Linked DNA regions of Mus musculus: all the other regions are linked to region 1. The links are chromatin contacts, called in public promoter capture Hi-C maps. All regions are on one chromosome and are shown on one strand. Each heading gives the region's core, a stretch centred on a gene start, on an enhancer-like site or on the middle of the called end of the contact. The rest is flanking DNA. Distances are from core to core; before and after follow the strand shown.

The links. Promoter capture Hi-C pulls out the DNA fragments that hold promoters and counts their contacts.
Region 2: a contact with region 1 is called in a promoter capture Hi-C map of second pharyngeal arch cranial neural crest. The contact joins the promoter of Gstk1 here to the promoter of Tcaf1 in region 1. A contact is called at or near these places in 11 of 39 promoter capture datasets (the 3T3-L1 cell line, 3T3-L1-derived adipocytes, cranial neural crest and 7 more).
Region 3: a contact with region 1 is called in a promoter capture Hi-C map of hippocampal neurons, with 5 times the contacts expected there. The contact joins the promoter of Epha1 here to the promoter of Tcaf1 in region 1. A contact is called at or near these places in 3 of 39 promoter capture datasets (cranial neural crest, hippocampal neurons and maxillary cranial neural crest).
Region 4: a contact with region 1 is called in a promoter capture Hi-C map of hippocampal neurons, with 4 times the contacts expected there. The contact joins the promoter of Fam131b here to the promoter of Tcaf1 in region 1. A contact is called at or near these places in 8 of 39 promoter capture datasets (the 3T3-L1 cell line, cranial neural crest, embryonic stem cells and 4 more), 2 of 484 Hi-C or Micro-C datasets (cerebral cortex and uterus), 3 of 115 datasets of contacts at active chromatin or transcription factors (astrocytes, pancreatic cancer cells and stem cell-derived neural progenitor cells) and 1 of 9 other capture datasets (adipose tissue).
Region 5: a promoter capture Hi-C map of hippocampal neurons shows a contact between it and region 1, with 3 times the contacts expected there. The contact joins the promoter of Zyx here to the promoter of Tcaf1 in region 1. A contact is called at or near these places in 6 of 39 promoter capture datasets (cranial neural crest, embryonic stem cells, frontonasal cranial neural crest and 3 more), 3 of 484 Hi-C or Micro-C datasets (extraembryonic endoderm stem cells, nephron progenitors and uterus), 2 of 115 datasets of contacts at active chromatin or transcription factors (extraembryonic endoderm stem cells and stem cell-derived neural progenitor cells) and 1 of 9 other capture datasets (adipose tissue).

What each region holds. Positions count from the first base shown.
Region 1 is chr6:42,708,860-42,711,559 of GRCm38.p6, forward strand. Tcaf1 (TRPM8 channel-associated factor 1) reads right to left here and starts at 1,256. Exons shown (of 9, transcript NM_001355769.1): 1 at 1,100-1,256.
Region 2 is chr6:42,244,504-42,247,203 of GRCm38.p6, forward strand. Gstk1 (glutathione S-transferase kappa 1) reads left to right here and starts at 1,432. Exons shown (of 8, transcript NM_029555.2): 1 at 1,432-1,590; 2 at 2,047-2,128; 3 at 2,308-2,436. The coding sequence starts at 1,519.
Region 3 is chr6:42,371,949-42,374,648 of GRCm38.p6, forward strand. It overlaps Epha1 (Eph receptor A1), which reads right to left and starts at 1,320. Exons shown (of 18, transcript NM_023580.4): 1 at 1,178-1,320; 2 at 227-294. The coding sequence starts at 1,262. The region is part of intron 2 of 2010310C07Rik (RIKEN cDNA 2010310C07 gene); the gene reads left to right.
Region 4 is chr6:42,323,273-42,325,972 of GRCm38.p6, forward strand. It overlaps Fam131b (family with sequence similarity 131, member B), which reads right to left and starts at 1,368. Exons shown (of 7, transcript NM_029528.5): 1 at 1,170-1,368. The coding sequence starts at 1,197.
Region 5 is chr6:42,348,380-42,351,079 of GRCm38.p6, forward strand. Zyx (zyxin) reads left to right here and starts at 1,449. Exons shown (of 10, transcript NM_011777.3): 1 at 1,449-1,740; 2 at 1,878-2,097; 3 at 2,567-2,700. The coding sequence starts at 1,890.

The sequences.
Region 1 (2,700 bases), core at 6-2,505:
GACAAAATCATAAAGCAACCCATGTATGTTTTACACATAAGAGTAGAACTATGAAAACGGCGTAGTTGAAAGGAAAATCGCGAAGGATGCCAAGTCTCAGGCAGGGAAGGGCAGAAATGAGACCCTCCATTATGGTATTCAAGCCTTATTTTTTTACTTACAAGACGGCCAAGCGTTTATTTCACTATCTTGTAGATTAGACCACTTTGGAATGATAAGCATTCATTTTATTCTTAAGTCTTTAAAGCAACGCAAAACAGAGTGAAGAGCTAGCTGAAACGCAATCACTTTGCAAATCCTTTGGAGAATGGACAAATGGTTAGCGGGTCAGCCCATAGACAAGAGACATTGGTTCATCTCTTTAAGAGATTCTTCCTCCACGTTTCCACGATTGTCTAATTGGCAAGATCCTTTTTCCCCCTCTTCCATTTTTGTCCTTCATTTCAGGTTGGGCCAACCCAGAAGGCCTGCGGGGGGTGGGGGGTTGTGTATCTGCCAACTGGATAATCTAAGCCCCTGCTGCTGCAGGCCGAAGGCGGTCCAGACCTGCGTTCTCCAGAAGCCCCACACCCATTTCAGCAGCACCCTGCCCACATCCTCCCACCCACCTCTCAGAGCAAATATACTCCAGGCCCCTGGGTGCTTAAAGGACATGGAGAGGACTTTTACCTGGGGGCGGGTAAAGGAGGCTAAGCAGGGACTGTGGCCCTTAAAGAATTCTGTGTGGAGTCTCCTTCCGCAACCTCTGAGGTTCCTTTCATCAAATCCCAAAGGCTCCCTGCTGAACACAAACCACTCAATAAGGAAATGGGAAACGGCTGGGAGGGGGTTCCTGGCTGGCGAAGGGATAACAATGCAGGAAGACTGAAGGAGATATCTAAAGCAGCGGAAAGCTCAGAAAGAGACAGAGAGGAAGGTCTCAATGTGGAATGCATCAGCCACCTCCGCACGCCCGAGTTGCCCACACCAGCCCCCCACGCAGCCCCAGGCACTCGCCACCTCCTGCCCCCTTCCCCGCGAAGCACCCCACCCTTCTGGCAGTGGCCTTTGTCATCGCAGGCCTCTCCTGGTGCAGACCCTATCGCGGAGCCAGACTCACTCTGCGTCGCTGTTCCCTGAAGTGCTGATTCGGAGGCACAACAGCAAAGGAGGAAGCTACCCAAGGGGAAGAAGCTTCAGGCCTGCAAGGGAATAGGCGGTGGACCAGTGGATGGGGGACGTGGAAAGTCACTGGCAGAGAAGGGGGAGCAAGCAATGGGCCGTCCTGAGAACTGATTGGCTACACGGGGATGTGGGCGGTGCTCCGCTCTCTGCCCCCAGACCTTAGAGGCTCTCCTTTATGTCAATTTCTGCTCCAAGGCTTGGATGTGCAGCTGGCCAATTTCTAAAACACATACATACATACATACATACATACATACATACATACATACATACATACAGCTTAACACTGTGAACAAATAAGACATTGATAAAACAAGAGAGCTTTTATCAGAAATTATACACAATTATATTAAGAGAAGAATTAAAGCTATGGGTCCTATATTAAATTTAATGAAAAAGTCAAGTTTTGGTAGAAGAGAGTGTGTCTACACTTTGTTATATCCCAAACATCTGGAGTTTGAAGCTGTTGCATCTTCCTTAGTTTCATAAACTGGAAGTATGAGTGAATAGTGGCGGCTACAACAAATTGCCAGACAAGGAGGTGAATTAAGCCACACCCTTCCGACATCTTACAGTTCTGTACATCAGAAGCCTGGCACAGGTTCCACTGGGTAAAGCTGGGAAAATCAATGGGAGGATTTGCTTTCCTCCCTTCTCCAGATTCCAGAGTAGGCCTCAAATGATCTGACTTTGCCTGCTCAGGGACTTGCCCTGTCTGCAGAGGCAGTGGCCTCATCACTCCACCCTATACTTCTGCTATGGCATCTTCTCAGCTTTCTGATGCCCTCAGTTCCTTAGGGGACCCTGGTATCCATTCCAGTGGTTCTATCCAAATGACTTCTCAGCTCAGGGTCAGGTAACTAGCAAGCCTAATTCCATCCAGATCACAACTTCTTGGTCCTGTAACATTGCATCCTAACATGCTCTAGAATGATATATGGTTTCTATGGGGTCGTGTGTCTTCCCCCGAAGGTATGTTAGGATGTTTTTGCCCTGTTCTGTGATACTTGTCTCTATCAGGGTTAAAATAGGACTCTACGACTACATGTGACAAAGATCGTGCAAATGTCTGCTTTAACCTGAAAGAGGGCAGGTAATTCCAGACATGGGTGATTGCATCGTACTGTCACATTGATTGAGTTCACTCTGTTGTAACTAGGACATCCTCTTTGTAATGTGGGTCCCTTCATCACTGACCTTCAGCTCAGCTCACTGGTACCTAACTCAAAATCAAATCATTCTCTGGGGGTCTTTGCACAGCTCCATCGACATCTAGCCCATATGCTCATCCTTCTTCCGACTTACATGTTACTTACATGTTCTTTGCCAAGTAGTGCTGGGTCCTGGAGCAAAAGATAAAAGAGGGGAGCCAGTACCAGGCTCCCAGCATATTTCTGACAGCCTCTGAGAATTTGAGGAGACCTTTCTCACACATTGTCACAGTGTGCTTCAGTTGTAACATGACTGACGGGTAGCCTGATCCTGTTCTACCCCAATTCTAGCGGGCCTTTCTTTTTTGACCTCTTTTTTGAGGCC
Region 2 (2,700 bases), core at 182-2,681, 460 kb before region 1:
TTAACGAACCACAGGTAGTCAACCATCAGAAGATCACGTCTTAGTACCACCAACTCCTCACCATGACCAGTTATTTCTGAGCCTTAATCACTTTTTCTGTCTGTAAATATTAAACGCCCACATTGCAGAGTGGCACTCTTTGAACCTCTCCTGATGCTACCTAATGTCTGAAGTGTTCTTTGCTAAAGGTACTCTAAGTTGTCTAAAGCTTTCTTTTAACACTAGCTATTACTCTCAGCAATATAATGGTGTAAGAAAATAAAAGTAAGTACATTTTTAACCTGTCAGTATGTGATGTGCGTATGTTTGAATATTACAATGTGGGCACCCCACATGAGGAGGTCTTTCCTTGTTGTCCACCTTGTTTAATCAAGGTTCTGAATATACAGCAGTATTATGTATGCTAAGATAAGTGGCCAGGGAGCTTCCAAGGACTCTCTTGTCTCTACCTCCTATCTCATAGTAGGAACACTGGGATTACAGATTAATGCTACTAAACACAGCATCATGTGTACTCTGAAGATCAAAAATCAGGTCAACACAGTTGCACCATTGACCCACTAAACCCCCTCCACAGACGAAAAGGGAATATATTTTTGTTTTTCCCCCCATATCATCTATAATACCAAAACTTTTAATAATAAATGATAACAATAGTATATGGTTCCAGGATATACAAAGCAACATATCAAGACCCCACCCCACTCCCCCAAAAACCCTAAATAAATGAATAATACTAGTAGCAGATGAAGTCCTGTGCCTTCCCTCTTGGGATGTAAGTCATCCTTTTGTTTAGTGTGTCCACACTGTATATATTACCTACCTCCATTTCTGTGACCACCTCCGTTATCAGATCAAGTGCTGTACTGATGAAATACTTATGTTCAAGTAACATTTTTATTATAATAAGGCACAAATTTTAGTGTGGCATGTTATGGTTCTTCTAGCATTCATCACTAATGTGCCTAATTTATAAGTTATAATTTACTGTGTGTAGAAAAAAAACATAATATGTAGAGTTTCATCTACAGTTTCAGGCATCCCCTGGGTGTGCTGTAATGTATAGAATGAAGATTTTTTAAAAGACCACTATGTCAACTGTCAAATTCATTCTAAACATTGTTCTTATCTCTGAGAAAGTGAATACAATAAAAGATGCAATTCGGAACTTCCATATTGCCGGTCTTTAAACGTCATCCAACGCAAATTTGGATCCTTGTGTATTGCCTTCTTGCTTGAGGGACAAAGTTCTAGAGCTGGCTGCACACACTTGAGATCCTTCTCTGGATCTGACCTTCCCCTTTATCTCAGACTCCGCCTTCCTCATCCGCTCTTGGTCTACCCGTGTACACCCCTGGGCCAGCCCTATAGGGCGGGGCCTCTCCCGGAGACTGCGCACTAGGGCCCTTAGCAGACCCGCCTGCAATTCGCGGACTACGATTGGCTGCTTGCTCTTCAGCTACCTAAAGCTCTTCGGCAGCCCAAGGCTTCAAGTTCACTTTCTCTCACCACTGTAGAATGGGGCCGGCGCCGCGCATCCTGGAACTCTTCTACGACGTGCTGTCCCCGTACTCCTGGCTGGGCTTTGAGGTGACACGGGGGAGCCGCCCGGGTTGTGGTCTGCGAGGCGAGTGCACAGTGGGGCACTGATCACCGGGCTGCAGAAATTCCAGTGGATGCCCTCAGGGTTAGCACAGGGTTCAGGTTCAAGTTCACTTTGTGCCTTTAAACGGACCGAGACTCCGCCAAGTAGGGTCCTGATCCTAAGGTCAAATATTCTCTTTCCACAGACCCTAGAAAGAACAGAGGCAACTCCAATGAAGCTAGGTCAAGTTCGGGGAGGGGGATCAGGGGCGCTAGGATGCTCTACGGGATGAAAACCGTACACTGGAGTAAGCATTCTGGTATCTATTTCAAAGAACTGAGAGTTTTGTCCTATTAAACCAACCAGTTCAGTGTGAAGTCCCCATCTCTGTCCAGCACTTAGAGGCAGAAGACAGCCCTCAAATGCCACACAAGCTCCCCTTCTTATCTCTGCACTTGTAGGTCCTATGCAGATACCAACACCTCTGGAATATAAAGCTGCAGTTGCGGCCCACTTTAATCGCTGGGATCATGAAAGACAGCGGTAAGCATGAAGAAGCTCCACCTCTCTGGGCAAGGAGGGTTGCTTTCTGTGGCCTGAGGGGCCTGTCCTGCACTGAGTATGCAGACCTCAGCCTAAACTAGTAGTTTGCTTTCTACTGGAGAGGTTCCAGTAGACCCTCATGTCCTCTCTCACCAGTTGTCTTAACTCTCCACTGCCAGGAAACCAACCACCTGCTATGGTTCCCCGAAAAGGCCAGTACATCTTCAAAGAGATTCCTCTCCTGAAGCAGTTCTTCCAGGTTCCCCTCAACATACCCAAGGATTTCTTTGGTGAGACTGTGAAGAAAGGTGAGGAGGAGGATGAAGAGAAGACTCGGCAGTTAAGAGCACCGGCTGCTCTTCCAGAGGACCTAATTTAATTCCCAGCACCCACAATGGTGGGTCACAACCACCTATAACTCCAGTTTCAGAGGAAACAGAAATAAATAAGTGAAGAGGGTCAGAAACACTGGGGAATGTAGTGGAGAGCAGTCCAGCTGAGGCTTTCATAGGATATCAAGAAATAAAACATGCTTGTGTGGGGAACCCAGCATCAGCTAGCCAAAAGAGAGG
Region 3 (2,700 bases), core at 70-2,569, 340 kb before region 1:
CCTATGGTAGGAGGGTGAGGGAGTAGCGATAGTCCCACTGAGTGGAGTTTGACACCCCCCAGCTCCCTAGGAGTACCATTCAGGAGCCTCTGACTCAGCTCCCCTCCCCCTCTTTGAGGAGACACTTCCAGTTTTTCCTGCTCTTTTCTGTTCCTCCACCCACCTCTCCACCCCATTTCCCACTGGCCTTCAAACTTGAACTTTCCCAGGTCCTTCAAATACTTACCCCAGTCTCTGGGGGATCCAGAAGCCAGCCCAGCTCTCCTTGTGCTGTGCTTGTGTCCATTAGAGTGACTGAATGGGGGAGAAAAGAACGATGTCATCCCTGGGGTGGTGGTACCCAACTCCCTACACTGGGTATTCTGGGACTCCCCAGTCCGAGGCTGCCCAGAACGTCTTCCTAACAGTGTGACATCCTGAGGCAGAGGAGAAAGGCAGAGTGGGGCAAGGGCTGGGGGACTGGTGCCTGAACCAGAGTCAGGACGGCAAGCGTTGGAAGAGCAACCCCAGACGTGGCACCCACGGAGCCCTGGAGAACATCTGCAAGGATGCCGTGGGCGGACGTCAGGGAAGCTAAGCCTTTGTAGTCCTGAGTGGGACCCTGGCAGGGGGATCCTGCTGGATTTTGACTCCAGTTGTCAGTGGCCTGCTCTGGTAGGTGAGGGTAGAGGAGGTGGGGCCTTAGGTGAAGCTATGATTTTGGGAAGTGGGAGGGGCATGGACAGAGTGTGCAAAACTTTAGGTGGAAGATTGGACCCCTACACCTAGCAATCCCAAAAGTTCTAATCCTTCCACCACTGGAGGATTATTTGTGCTCCGGTTAGGCTGGCAGAAGGAGGCTTTCCGCCTCAGACTTCTGAGTGCTGCTGCAAAGTCAGGGGTGGGCATTTGGAGGGTCCCATGATGCTGCAGTAGGAATGCAGCTTCCTGGCTGTGGTCAGGAACTCCCTCTCCAACCGCAGCAAATAGTGCTGGCCAACAGAGTAGGGGTGACTGATCCCGTGGGCAGGAGTCTGGGGTTAAAGACCAAAGATTGGCCTGGCCAATCGATCTTCCCGCTACTGGGGAGAAGCCAGGGAGAAGTAGTGGGGCTCGGGGAAGAGGGCCTCCTCAGGAATGCCGGCTCTTGCAGGCTGCTGCCCGTCAGCCGGGAAAGGGAGAGGGCGGGGGTCGGTACCTTCCTCGGCGCGCGCCCCCGGGGGCAGCGGGGCGCAGAGCAGCAGCAGCAGCAATGCAAGCCCCAGGGGCCAGCGCCGCTCCATGGCGCCGGCCGGGACCTGGGACCACGGCCCCTACGGCTGGGCCAGGTCGCGAGGGACTGGGCGATCCAGGCCGGCTAGGCGGGGGCGGAGGGCGGGGCCAGATGAGGGGCGGGGCCTCAGCCTCACCTGGTTCACCTTCTTAAAGGGACAGGAGGACAGGAAGGAAACTTGTTAGACAGGTAATAAACTTTAAAACCTGGAGGCGTCTTGGTTGGAATGAGACTGAAGGCGCCGCCTAGTGGGTGTTGCTAGGAATTGACTAGACAGACATTCTTAAATGTATCCTAAACCCAACCCAGTTTTGATCCAGCTTTCAATCGAATTCAGCTTGACTTAAAAAAGATCTCCGTTTTACTCCCTTTCTTTTCTGTGGACTCGAGACTTGTCATGCTCACTTGGAAATTTAGGAGTGGGAGACATTCCTTCATCCTGTTCGGCTTCGATGACAACCATGCAAATTGGTACAATCCTTAACAAAGTCAGGAGTAATCCTCAGGGGGGGGGGGGGGGGAAGCTGGCGTGACCAGGGTGTTTAGTGGCAGAGAAAGATTGAGATTGAGAAAGGCCTGCAGGCAGGGAGCCTCAAGGTGTGCTCAGGGAGTGGTACATGGACCAGTTTGACTGCTGGGGCACAGCATTTGTCTTGGGAGCCAGGGCAGAAAGACAGGTGTGGACCAGAACCGGGAAGGTTTTGGTAAACAGGAGGAGGAGTTTGAACTTTGCCTTATACCCACGGTGCAGACACGGGGACCTGGGGAGCATTTCCAGTACAGTTTTAGTGAAGAGGTGGCAGCTCTGGGCTCTCTCTTTGGGACTGCCTCCCATCCTACTTAATAGATGTCTGTTCAGCTTTCACTATGTATGTGTTTTAAGCTCAGAGACAGTAAAGTACTTATCCTAAACAAATTACTTGTCTGAAGAGGGCTAGGGGGTAGGGGGAGCTGAAGTCAGCACACAGATGACTATAAGGTAAGCAGGGCGGAACCCCAAAGAGATGAAAACAGGCTAGCAGTGTGAGCTATGCAGCCACTCATGGCTCCAGTCCCTGGGGCCCCTCTTTTTCATCCTTTTCTGGCTTCACCCCATTAATATGACTCACGCATATCTTTTTACCATTTAAATTGTTGCATATTTTGGTCATTGTACTGGAGGGGAAGTGGTAGATCGTAGATACTATTAGAATTAATGCTTCTTCTTATTTTCCATTTTAAAAAAATATATAAGTATTGGTAGATAAATATGATCCCTAATTTCTTGACCTACCCTACTCTTGTTGACATAAATAAGTAAATGTAATATATAATAGTCATTGGAAAAACCATGTTCAATGGGAAGAACTAAATGTTGAATAGAACTCTTCTTTCCCCACTCTGTAAAATGCTCTAAGTTAAAAATCATCTACTATTTTTTTGTAGTTCCTCTCAAAATTCTCTCTATG
Region 4 (2,700 bases), core at 118-2,617, 390 kb before region 1:
GGGGAGCTGAGTCAGAGCCTTAGGGGGCAGGGAGATGGAGGGGAGGAGAACAGGGAAAGAGGTAAAAGCAGAGGAGGGTCTCCATGGAAATAAACCGGGTCTCAGAAATCAGGCTTCCGGAGAGTGTAGTTTGTTTGTAATAATAATACGAATTATTCTCTCAGCCTGAGGTCACTAGGGCGTGTAGGCGGGAGAAATTGGGAGTTAGGAAGGGGAAAATTGGGGGGTTTGGGAGAGGACTGTACTAATGTGTTCAGCCCTAAAGTGGAATGGATGCGTAGGGTGGGGGTAGGGGGCGGTAGTAAGGCAGGGGCTGGAAGGAGAGGACCATTAAGGAAGCGCCTTTCTTCCCTCCCCCTGCCAAAGGTAAATAAAAAGCCGGCCCTGCTCCGCCTGCCCCCGCTGACAGGTGCAGGCGGGTCCCAGGGTTCCTAGGCGGACCCCACCCTCTGGGAAGCGGACTCCCGACCTCTCTCGGGGAGGTAAACCTCCACCTCCTCCCTGAGTCCACGGCTCTTCCAGAGCACCCCGGCCCAAGACCATTCCCTCCAAGCGTGGAACCCATTCCCTCCCGGTGGCACACGCTCTTCCCGCCCCCGCCCCAGAGGGAAAATGCACGTGAACAAAGCAAATCGGGGGGAGGCAGGAGCGACGGGAAAAGGCTACCAAGAGGGAAATGGTTGGGGGCAAAACACACATGCCATATGGAGAAGAGGGTGAAGATGGGAGGGGGCGTGCGGAAGAAAGTCAGGGATGAGGCTGGAGAGGAGGTTCTGAGAAGAGGGGCTGCTCCCGAAAGAAGGGCTCGGGGAGGCTCTGGCTACAGCAGAGTAGACGCGAATGGCCTGAAGGTGGAGGGATGGGGCCATCGGGAGTAGGGAACAGCGACTGAGCCGCGAAGGATGCTGTGGAGAGGCTACCAGGGAAGGACCGCGCCTGCGGGAGGGCGATGGAGAGAAGGCTATGAGCTGAGAGGGATGGAAGCCCTGGAGGCGCGAGGGCACAAGGATAGAGGGACCTTAGCGGATGGAGGGAAAGTAAAGGCGCGAGGCAGGGCCGGGCGGGCGCGGAGGGAGGTCCCCAGGGGCAAGGATGGGGATGGGGGAGGGGGCCGGAGGAGCGCCCCGGGGCGAGCTTGCCCCTGACCCGCGCCGGGCTGCGGTACCCACCCACAGTCCGCGAGCCGATGCAGCCCATGGCTCCGGGGGCCGCCGGGTCCCGGCCCTCACCGACTCGGGGCCCTCGCCGGGGGGAGCACCGGGAACCGCGCCGCCGCCCCAGCCGCTCTGCAGCGCCGCGGCTGTCTCCGCTCGGCTCCGCTCCCCCCTCCCCTCTCCATCCCTCCCCACGGCAGCCTCCGTCGCCGCCGCTGCCGCCGCCGCCACCGCCTGGCTCCCCCGCCCCGCTCAGCTCTCCGCGGCCGGGGAGGGGGCTGCTCGGGGATTGGCTGCGCGCAGAGCCTCCCCGCCCTGCCCCCGACCGGGCACCGCGCTCCCCGCGCCCCTCGCCGCGCTGCAACCACGTCCCTCCGCCTGTCCTTCGCAACCCCCGCCCCTGAGCTCCTCGCCATCCCCGCTGAGTTCTCCCGGGAGATGCTGATGGAGAATGTGGATAATAACCCGCTTGTCTCAGGAGCCCGGTCAGGAAGCCAGGGCCCACCCTTAGGATATGCTTGATGGACTTTGAGGGCTGCGGGGTGAGAAGGCCGAGAGAGAAAGTGGGGCGGAGATGAGAGAACACCCTGCTTGGCCTTGGGTACCAAATTCCGCAAACATTTGTTTTCTTCCTGATGCTGCATCTGGGACGCACGAATCGGGATTGGATGCTGTTCTGGTTGCCCGGCGTTTCACGTGCGTTGCTTTGCCCACCCAAACATATTGTGAAGTCTTTGCCAGTGGATGCTGCGAGATGCTTCCCTGTCCTCTAGCTGTTTTGGGATGGGTGTGGGGATGGTGCAAGTATTCTAGCTCTAGGCTTGGGTCCGGATGGGAGGAGAATGGGAATAATTCTATTGCAGCTGTAGGGAAATGAAAATATCAGGATCGGAAACCGGCCGCAAGACATGGCTTTAAATCAGAATTTAACTTTTCTGAGCTTTATGTGGATGTCCGGAAGCAGCAAAAGGGAGAATACTGCCCCCTGCCGAGAAGGGTCAGCACTACACCAAGGGCCCCATGGGAAAGGAAAGGGAGATCTGAGTTGGGAGAGTCAGCAGGCACTATTTCAACTGGCAAGAAGAGTCTAGAAGACACACTAGGAAGGACAAGGAGACCATTTCCTCTTAGTCGAACCAGTAACTGCAAACCTTGGGCAAGCGGGTCTGGGTGGTACCATTGACAACAATGGTAACAACAAAAAGCAAACACTAATTCTGGGCCAGCTTGTTTTCCATAGGTTTTTGTCTCTTTCCTGGGATTAGAGAGGAAGAGGGGCAGGAGGCCTTGTGGGTTTGAGGCAGAGAAAAAGGGCATGCCTTACACGTGTAAGTTTGTGACATTTAGATTATGATTGAGGAATTACGTCTGATGACATCCCAGATGAAGATATGGGAGAGGATAGATATTTTTGCTCATTTTGGTACTATAACAAAATTCCTGAGACCAGGAAGTTTATAAAGATTGGAAGTTTGGAGGCTGGAAAGGCCAAGAACTTAGTGTTTGCAACTGCTGCAAGTGTCCTAAGGGCTTTGATGCATTGTAA
Region 5 (2,700 bases), core at 199-2,698, 360 kb before region 1:
AGGAGAGGGCTTTGAATCTCCTAAGACACAGTAAACCTGCCTGGCAAGCTAGAAGGGAGCATGTGAGAGAAAGCTGCCTAGGTTAACTGGCTGGAAATTTCCGTTGTTTTCCAGGCTGGAACTTGGAAGTAATACTGAGAACTATATAGAATTTTCAGGCATGGCATGTTATTTATCTCTTCACATAAAGCAGCAGGCAAACGAACTAAATGCCATCCCTTTTACAATGGAGGCAATGAAACCGAATGAATGAAAAATCTTGTCCACTGAGTTGGAAACCAGGCTCCCTGACCTCACGGAGTTTCTCCATCTTTGCCAACAGGGTTAATTAACTCTGACCTGAGTGCAACCCTTGGGGCCGTCTTTTCAGGTAACATCCCCCAGTTTCTTATCCTAGGTTCATGGGGTTAGTTTGCATGCCCCTAAAGCATAGCTCAAGGACATATACTGACCAACCATACTGGACAGTAGGGTGCAGCAGATGGGGAGCGCCAAGGTTTGGAGCCTCAGCCAGGGATGACAGGGCGAAACCAAAGGAAGCACCGAGGGTTGGATATTGGACTAGAGGCTCTAGCTCGTAACTCTATAATTTGGACGAAGTTTCCGTGTGTTGTTTAAAAAAAAAAAAAGAAGAAGAAGAAGAAGATCGGAAGGGAAAGATGCAAGATTAAGAAAGTAAGAAAAGCAGACACCAGCTTAGTCATATCTCTTTCATGTAGCCTGGGGCAGTCTCAGGCTGAGGAATCTGGTAGGACCAGTGGGGGGCTCCACCGAGCTTTGTCCCGGGGCGCGCTGACAACCCAAAGACTCTTGAGGGACTGGGAAAGGCTTGCTGAAGGGATCCTCAAGGACTAGTCCCCGGGGGCTATTTGGGTCTTCCTAGGTTGTCTGACCACTCGCCCTGACTTCGCCCTTGTACCTCCATTCCTGGACTCAAAGCACTGGACTCTTGTCCCCGGGGCAATACTATTGCAGGCGGGTCTAGGGCAAAGCGAATTCCTAGAAGCCTTAAGAGGCTGCCTAGCTCAGGAAGTTAGCATTCCCCCAGCTTAGGCTCCTGCTCACACACTAGTGGGTTACAGAAGGCCGGCCTGGGAGCCAAGTGCCCGCAGGGCCAACGTCCCTTCACCATCCCCCGCCCACCCAGGAGTACAGTTCCATCCCAGTCCTGCGTTCCGGGACTGACCACAGGACACGTGGGACGCGGAGCTGAAGCTGCAGGGAGGGGCGGGGTCGGTCAATGGCAGGCAGGCCCGGGGTGCGCGACTGAGCTGCTTCAGGACCGCTGGGATTACTAGCCAGCCTGCTCAGCCTGGAGTGCGGACAGTGAGTCAGTTCTCCAGCACTCGCGGGTCGGGAGGAGGGAGGTGGGGTAGGTGGCAGGTCAGGAAATGACATCAGAGGCCTGTGCTGGGGAAGGGTGGTCTGTGCCCGGCGGGGGCGGTGGTGAGTAGGGAGGCCGCAGGCGGACCTTTGCAGAGCCTGGAGCCCGGGGCAGGACCTGGGCCCCTTCCTGGGGGAGTTTCCTGTCGGGTCCTCCCTCCCCGGTCTCTCCCCGCCCCCTCTCCGGGCCGCTCCTTGTATGGTCTGGGCGCCGCTCTCTCCCCGCCCCCTCCCTCCCTTCCCGTGCACGACGTCCCTCCCCGCTTGGCTAGAAGCGGCTCCGGACCGGGACGCAGAGTCCGCGGACTCGGCGCCGAGGCGGTCATCCGAGACGCGCCTCTCACGCTCCTGCGCGCGGTGAGGAGCGGGGAGAAGCTCCGCCGCCCCGGGAAGGGGACGCGGGGAGGCGCGGGTGGGGTCACCGAGGGGCGCTTAGACCGAGGAGTGTCAGTCCGACACCGCTCTGCGTAACCTGACGACCCCACCCCCTGCAGCCCGGCCTGGCCATGGCGGCCCCCCGCCCGCCTCCCGCGATCTCCGTCTCCGTCTCGGCCCCCGCGTTTTACGCCCCGCAGAAGAAGTTCGCCCCGGTTGTGGCCCCAAAGCCCAAAGTGAATCCTTTCCGGCCTGGGGACAGCGAGCCTCCTGTAGCAGCCGGGGCCCAAAGAGCGCAGATGGGTCGGGTGGGCGAGATCCCACCACCACCCCCGGAAGGTATGCGGCTGGGATTGGGGGCCCTGATCTTTCTCGGGCGCCAGGGGTGGGGGTCGGTGGTTTGGGGAATTTGGGGTTGTCTGAAAAGGCTGTTGCGGAGGGGGCTGGGCGCTGGGTGGCTACCCTGTCCTGAGCAGATGTTCTTACCTCATCTTGGAGCTCCTGGCTGGGAGCCAGGACCCTTGGGACTGTTCCAAGTCTCCCGCCTGGGGGTAGGAGGCGGGAATGTGGGCCAGGAATCTTCCCCTCTGGATCCGTTCTCTGAAGTGTAACGGGAGCTGCACGGTTCTTCAACCTGGCTCGTTCTCACTCGACCTGCTTCGCCCAGGGCATCCTGAGCCCCTCGTTATGGTCTGCACACACTCTTGGGATGCAGGAAAGAGTTCTTGGATTAGGGGTTAAAGCAGTCGTCTGAGGAGAGGAGGAAAGAGGGTCGGTACTGATAGCCTTTTCTCTCCTTCCTACCCAGACTTTCCTTTGCCCCCTCCTCCCCTTATTGGGGAGGGCGACGACTCAGAGGGTGCCCTGGGAGGTGCCTTCCCACCTCCACCTCCCCCGATGATCGAGGAACCATTCCCCCCTGCTCCTCTGGAGGAGGACATC